Linked DNA regions of Oryctolagus cuniculus: region 1 is linked to region 2. A link is a contact called in public Micro-C data. All regions are on one chromosome and are shown on one strand. Each heading gives the region's core, a stretch centred on a gene start, on an enhancer-like site or on the middle of the called end of the contact. The rest is flanking DNA. Distances are from core to core; before and after follow the strand shown. Region 1 has its middle 30 kb from the start of SCCPDH. Region 2 holds the start of TFB2M (transcription factor B2, mitochondrial).

Region 1 (3,525 bases), core at 645-3,144, 110 kb before region 2:
CTGGCACTTTTATGGATTCGGCCAACATTTGAAGAGCTATGTTCAGGCTCATCACGTCTAGGACTCTTGCCTTTTTAGGATTTAAACTATCTGTGTGGGGCCAGCACTGTGGCATAGCAGGTAAAGTCGCCGCCTGCAGTGCCAGCATCCTGTATGGGCACCGGTTAAAGTTCCGGCTGCTCCACTTCCAATCCAGCTCTCTGCTGTGGCCTGGGAAAGCAGTAGAAGATGGCCCAAGTCCTTGGGCCCCCGCACCCACGTGGGAGACCTGGAAGAAGCTCCTGGCGCCTGGATTCAGATCAGCTCAGCTCTGGCTTTTGTGGCCATCTGCGCGGAGTGAACCTGTGGATGGAAGACCTCTCTCTCTCTCTCCCTCTCTACTTCTCTCTCTCTTTCTCCCTCTCTCTCTCTCTCTTTCCCTCTCTCTCTCTCTCTTTCCCTCTCTCTCTCCCTCCCTCTCTGTAGCTCTGCCTTTCAAATTAATAAATCTTAAAAAAAATAAGTATGTGAGCCTGCCACAGAGCCTGTATATGAAACAACTGCACAGAGCTTTTTTTTTTTTTTTTTTTTTTTGACAGGCAGAGTGGACAGTGAGAGTGAGACAGAGAGAAAGGTCTTCCTTTGCCGTTGGTTCACCCTCCAATGGCCGCCGTGGCTGGCGCGCTGCTGCCGGCGCACCGAGCTGATCCAGAAGCAGGAGCCAGGTGCTTCTCGTGGTCTCCCATGGGGTGCAGGGTCCAAGCACTTGGTCCATCCTCCACTGCACTCCCTGGCCACAGCAGAGAGCTGGCCTGGAAGAGGGGCAACCAGGACAGAATCCGGCGCCCCGACCGGGACTAGAACCCGGTGTGCCGGCGCCACAAGGCGGAGGATTAGCCTATTGAGCCACGGTGCCAGCCACAGAGCTCTTTTGAACAACCATCCTCAGGTTCACAAAGCTACACGTGGGAGAAACGGGATTTGAGCCTAGGTCTTTCTGAGCCTGGAGCTCTTGCCCATGACCATGACACCACCCTGTCTCCCTGGTAGTGCTGCCCATGCAAGCACTTCACAGCACAATTGGCCCATATTAAGTACTCAATACAAGGCGGCTCTCTTCTTTCTGTCGAGACTGCTGCTTGGGGCACCTGCATTGCACACTGGAGTGTCTGGGATGGCGTTCTGCCTGGGCTTCTGATCCTGCTTCCTGCTATTGTGCCTTGGAGGTAGCAAGTGATGGCCCAAGTACTTGGGTTCCTACCACCTATGTGTGAGGCCCAGATGGAGTTCTGGGCTCCTATCTTTGGCCTGGCCGAGCCCCAGCTGTTACAGACATTTGGAGAGGAAACCAGTGGAGATGCAAGATCTCTCTGTCTCTCTGTCTGTCTCTGTCTTTTCCTATCTCTGTCAATCTGGCTTTCAGATCCATCTGTCAATCAGTTTGTTTTTTAAACAGAAGTGTATTGGTGAGTTGGTCTCTGCACCCGTGCAGGGGAACAGAGTGCATGTAAAAGCTCATCCCTGCCCTCTGGTGATCCTAATGTGCTGCAGAGAAGCCTCACGGAGCTGGGGCCTTTCCAGCAGAGCCTCTGGAGGAAGGCTGAGTTTTAGGCCACACGTGAGAAGGGGGCATTGAAGTGCCTCATCCAAGCACGCGGAGCCCCCTGCCACGGTGTCACCTCCCACATTCCTGGGAGAGCTGCTCCCCCGGGGAGGGCACAGGAAGGCAAGGAGAGGACCTGGACGCTAAGCCTGGTGTTCCCCGGGGACAGATGCCTCTGCGTGTGTTCCCTGTCCCCATGCTGAAACCCTCAGCCTATGACCCATCCGTGGAGAGGGACACTCTCAGCCGAGGCCTGGTGTCTGAGAAACAGCAGTGTGCGCCTGCCACAGGGCCTGCGTATGAAACATGCACAGAGCTATTTTGAGCCACCACCCTCAGGAATCCTGATCTCCCCACTTACATAACTGGAACGAGGTCACCAAGTACTCCCAGCAGTGTCAGAAGAAATGCCTCGTCGGGGGAGGGCACCAACTCCGGAGTCACAGAGAGGAGCCCTTCCTTCGCCCTGGGTTAATCCATCTACATCCAAGGGACAGCTGAGGACAGGAGAGACGTGGACAGGAACTACGTGGACCAAGCACTTTCTTTTAAAATTAGCAAGGCCACAGAAGAAAGGTGAAATCACCAGATCCTCCGGTTCTGGCTTTGGTAATATGCTGCCGATGGTAGCCATGGAAACCAGCAGAGGTGTCAAATCTTAGCTCTCACAGTCAGAAGGGAACCTGAAGTTATTCTGATCCGGGTGTTTTCTTCCTAAATAGAAACTGGATTAAACCTAACCGGGCCGCAAGCTTTCCCCCGCTGCCTGCCTTGGAATGTCTCAGTTTCTTTCTTTCTGATTACCCAGAACCTAGTCATGCATCAGGATTCGATTCTGCTGGTCTGTGAAGTGTTAAATGAGCCTGGGTTAGGTAAGAAAAGGAGAGAAACTGACAGCGGGCATTCATCACCCTATGTGGGCGGGAGGCCTGAGATGTCCTGACGGCATTCAGGGGCTCACGGGGGTGTTCAGTATCTCTGCATCGTGGTGGCCGCCACAGCCCGAGCCGCGTCCTTGGCAGGGACTCTGACAGTAGGCAGTTCTCACATTCATCCAGCTTCCGTGCGAGGAAGAGAGGAAGTTGGCTTCAGGATGAAAAAAAAAAAAAATCCCAGATGGCTCCTGGGAGCCTCAGCTTGGAACCGCTGAGGGCAAGCGTGTGAGGTGGGACTGGCGAGGCTGGGGTGAGGAGCGGCCCGCGGGGATCATGAGTGGTGTGGGCAGCAGCCGCTCCCTGCACACACAGGTCCTCTGCCCAAGCGCCTCCGCGGCCTCATCAGTACGTGCCTCAGACACCAGGTGTTGCCAAGGCTCTGAAAGGCGACTTCTGTCTCGGGTGTGCGTCCGGCTAGCAGCAGAACCACCGTTCCTTCTGGGTCTGACCAAGCGAGAGAAATCACACAGTAGTTCAACCAGAGAAACTTTAATAAAAAGAATTACTAACTATAAGGGTGCAGGATTGAGAGATTGCCTGGTAAGAAATAAAGAGAACTCTAATGACTATGGAAAGAATGGATCCAAGAGCCACCCTGAGGCTGAAAGACAACACCCAGGGAAAATCCCCAGACCCAGACCCAGCTCTGTGCAGACAGGATCGAGATGTTGTGCTGGTGGAAATCTGCCCTCTGAAGTGCTAGAGACAGCTGTCCACTGGGGAGGTGTCCGCATCACTAGACAGGGAGCAGTAGAGGAGGGGCACTGGCTAGGGCAGGGGGAAGCCATCTGCTGGCTGCAGCTGGCCGCTGACCCTTGCAGGAGCTGGATGCTGGCAGGCCTGCCCAGTGAGCACCCCTGAGTCAGGAAGCAAACAAGCCTCCATTCCTTCTGCAGGGCCCCCAGTGCCCTCAAACTTCAGTGCCAGCCCAGGCCGCGCAGGAGAATGTGTCTGCAGGCCCAGACCCATCTTCACAGAGCAGTGCAGAAGGGCGAACCTGAAGTGCAG
Region 2 (3,503 bases), core at 536-3,035:
TCCAAAACCAAAGGAAAATGTCAGCACTCAAAAGCAAAATTAAAAAACTAACTTGGTTCCTCCAGGAGTAAACTAACTTTGGTCCACAGACTTATGAAATAAGAAAGTGCATTTTAAAACAAGCATTTAAAACAATTTTTAAAGGGAAAAACCCTTTAAAATGACACATTTCTGTGAGGGAACCATGTCCTTCCTCTACTTGAAAACATCATTCTGCTGTATTTGATTTTAAAACGTTAGGCATCCAAGGCTCTCAGGGTAAAATTCAGTGCATTTCTGAATATATGAAAATTTTTTTAAGGCTAGACGGCAAGACAGTTCAGCAAAGGGTAGCGGGAGCTTTCTCAGGTGTTTAGAGAATGTCAAAGTCACCTGGAGAAAACAGTCAATGAGAAAACTGCACAAAACAAGAATGGAAGAAAACTAAGATCAATGAGTCCCCAGGGCTTCCACAACAGCTGATTAGCTCGTTTCCTCGGTGTCTCAACACATTCATAATCCAAACTAGGCGGTGCTAGGCAGTCAATTCCTTAGCTGAACTCCATCAGCGGCATACAATCTTCAGCCTATTTGCTTGGTGACACATTCCTTAGAAACCCTTCCCTGTGCATTAAAATGCCAAGCTCAATCATGCTGCGAGTACAGTAAGCAAAAAGGATTGCACGTATTTAAAGCAGGAAGCTGATTGGCTGTTTTGGTGGCAAAGATAATGGCTAAAGCTTCAAACACTGAAATCACTTTCAAAGAATCAGGTCTTCTAACATTGCCCAATAGGTTAAACGACTGCCAAAATTTCCATTAAAGCACCCTATTTTTAGTGTCTTTGAAACTGGTCTTTAGAATCGCATTCCACGGTACTTGTGCTTGATTTAAGTTTATACGGGGACAAACACAAGCATCCTGAACTCTTCATCTCTTCAAGCTTAGAAGGGTATTTTTTTTTTTAAGTCTTAATTTTTCATCTTGAATTTTAGTCTTTCAAACACTCAAATTAAAGACGAAAAATTAAGTAAAACACTGGCCCACAGGGAGAAACCGAAGGAAGACGCGAGGCGGTTCCTGACAACCAAAGTGATGGCGGGGGCGAGGGAACCAGGTATGGGGAGAAAATAAAAAGCATCCACAAGGGTGGAGGCAGCGCGCTGTGGGCAAGAGGACGGAGAGGACGAGAAGCAAGGTGGAAGCCGCAAGCGGCTCCGCGGGCAGGGCCAGGAGCGCCTTCTGCAGCCAAGTCCCCCAGGGAGGAGGGAACCCGGCGCGCCGCGCGCGAGGGGGAGACCCACAGCCACTGAGGAGAGCAAAACAGGCGAGCGGAGAGGGGGCGGAGGTGAGGGCAGAAGCGGCGCTGCTGGACCGGCACCGCTCAGGGGGAGGAGCGAGGGGCTTCCGAAAGGCTTTCCAAGCCGGCCGCGAGCCCGCGGGTCCCCCGCATCCCGCTCGACCTCTCCTCACCTGGGAATCGGAGGCGGCCCGAGGGTTACCGCTGGCCGCCGGGTCTGCTTCCAGCCCCTTTCGCGGACATGGCGGCCGCCGAGCTGTCACTTAGCTTGCTCAGGTCTCCCGCGGCTCCGCCGGAGGAGACACCTCTTGCCTTTCCGCCCCGCCTCCCTCTGCGCACCCCTCGGGGCTGGCCGGCAGGCGGCTGGCGGCCCGCGACCGCGGAGCATAGAGCGCGAGCGGCTAGAGAGGAAGTGCAGAGGGCGGGCAACCATAGAGTACGAGTCCGGACACACCCAGATGGTCGGTCTCACTCCTCATCGGTCCACTCACAGCTCTCGGGAGGCGAAGCCGGGGAGGAAACGGAAGTGAGGTAGGCAAGTGGGCTGGACCAGTCGTTCGCGTGCGCAGTTGCTGGTGTTTACTTCCGCCAGGCCTGGTCTGCAGCGCGGAGATGTTGCACGTGGGATGCCCTTCATGGGGTTCACCGGAATAGCGACCCTGGGTCATGTGAGAGGGCACCTTGGAGGTGACGATGTGGGTCCCAGCGACGGGACTTCCTTTGCGGTTGGCGCCCTTAGCCCTGGCGGGCGCGGGTCGCTTTTGCATTTTGAGGACCCGAGCGACAACGCGTGGAGACCCGCCTCGCCGTGGCTTGTCTGATTCATCCCCGCAGCTGTTGCCCTATCCTGACTTCGGGGAATCGCCTCCCTGGGTATGCAAGCACCGCTTGGACCCTAAGCGTTACGTAAGCAGTCGGGGATTGGCTGAGACCTTGGTGCAGATCCTGCGGGGGAGTCAAAAAGACCCTCGCTCTCTCTTCTTAGAGTGCAATCCAGGTGAGTCTAGCTGAATTGCATTTTCTTGAATGTTCGTCACTTAGGCAGACTTTTATAGACCGCAGGTAGGGTGCTATTGACACTTCCGTTTTCTTGAAGAAGCTTAGTTGTTGTCCACGAATGAGACATATTCTTAGATTTTGCTCTCCTCGCACATAGTTAAAAGTGCCACCCCCCCCCCCAAGAATTTTATCCTGTCCTGTGCATCTCCCGTAGACTATAGCAGGATGCTGAGAACACAAGATTTATAGATTTATAATTCTTTTTTTTTTTTTTAATAATCGTTTATTTGAAAGGCAAAGAGACCGAGAGCTTCTATCCACTCTTTCACTCCCCAAATGGCCACAGTGGCCAGGGCTGGGCAAGGCCGAAATCAGAAGCTTTTTCAAGGTCTCCCATGTGGATGTAGGGGCTCAAGTAAATGGGCCATTTTATGCTGCTTTCCCAGGCTCATTAGCAGGAAGCTGGATCAGAAGGGGAGCAGCCAAGACAGCCTGTGCCGGTATGGGATGCCTTCCCTGCAGGCAACCCACTATGCCACAGCACTGGCCTCTGAATAATAATTGTTAAAACACCCTTTCCTACCTTGAAGAGTCAGTTTTATTTATGCTTGATTTGATCTCGATGATCATGAATGAGTAAGTGTGGTAGGCTCCAGGCACTCCTTTTTGTTGCTTTTTTCTTCTAAGAGGTGATGAAACATTGTAATTAAGAGTGCAAGTTGCAGTCACTGACAGAATGGATTCGAAACCAAACTGCATACTTACCTGTTGGAATGTTGCAGTCAAGTGATTAAAATAGAGTAATACCTCATTTGGGAGTGTAGTGGGAATGAAAATTAGATAATACATGTATAATACCTAATAAACTTCTGATATTGAGAAAGATTATATTGTTACTTTTGCATCTAAATGTTTTCTTTTGTTATTATCCTAGGTCCTGGAGTGCTGACTCAGGCATTACTTGAAACTGGTGCCAAAGTGGTTGCCCTTGAAAGTGACAGAAATTTCATTCCTCGTTTGGAGGTATATTTCTTGTTCTTAAAAATAATTCATTGTTCAGTCAGCTGCCTTAAAGTGAGTTAGTGAGGTAAAACTAAGCACATAATTTATTTTTATAGAATTTCTTCTAGGAGTCTTTTTTTTTTTTTTTTTTTTTTTTTTTTTTAAGATTTATTTTATTTTGAAAGAGTTACAGAGAGAGGTGTTCGGTCCGCTGGTTTACTCC

The links. A called contact is a pair of places that touch in the nucleus more often than the background predicts.
Region 1: a Micro-C map of ear pinna shows a contact between it and region 2, with 5 times the contacts expected there. The contact joins the enhancer-like site here to the promoter of TFB2M in region 2. A contact is called at or near these places in 3 of 6 Hi-C or Micro-C datasets (ear pinna, psoas muscle and an unstated tissue).

The regions. Positions count from the first base shown.
Region 1 is chr13:66,618,915-66,622,439 of mOryCun1.1, reverse strand. No RefSeq gene overlaps it. Among named protein-coding and RNA genes, the nearest start is that of SCCPDH, 30 kb to the left of the region's middle. Within about 2 kb of position 1,894, at least 2 of the 8 cell types and tissues checked have an H3K27ac peak or open chromatin away from gene starts, as enhancers often do. A contact at or near this core is called in ear pinna, where this site is marked.
Region 2 is chr13:66,507,223-66,510,725 of mOryCun1.1, reverse strand. TFB2M (transcription factor B2, mitochondrial) reads left to right here and starts at 1,785. Exons shown (of 8, transcript XM_002717631.5): 1 at 1,785-2,276; 2 at 3,213-3,301. The coding sequence starts at 1,973. It overlaps CNST (consortin, connexin sorting protein), which reads right to left and starts at 1,777. Exons shown (of 11, transcript XM_051820807.2): 1 at 1,453-1,777.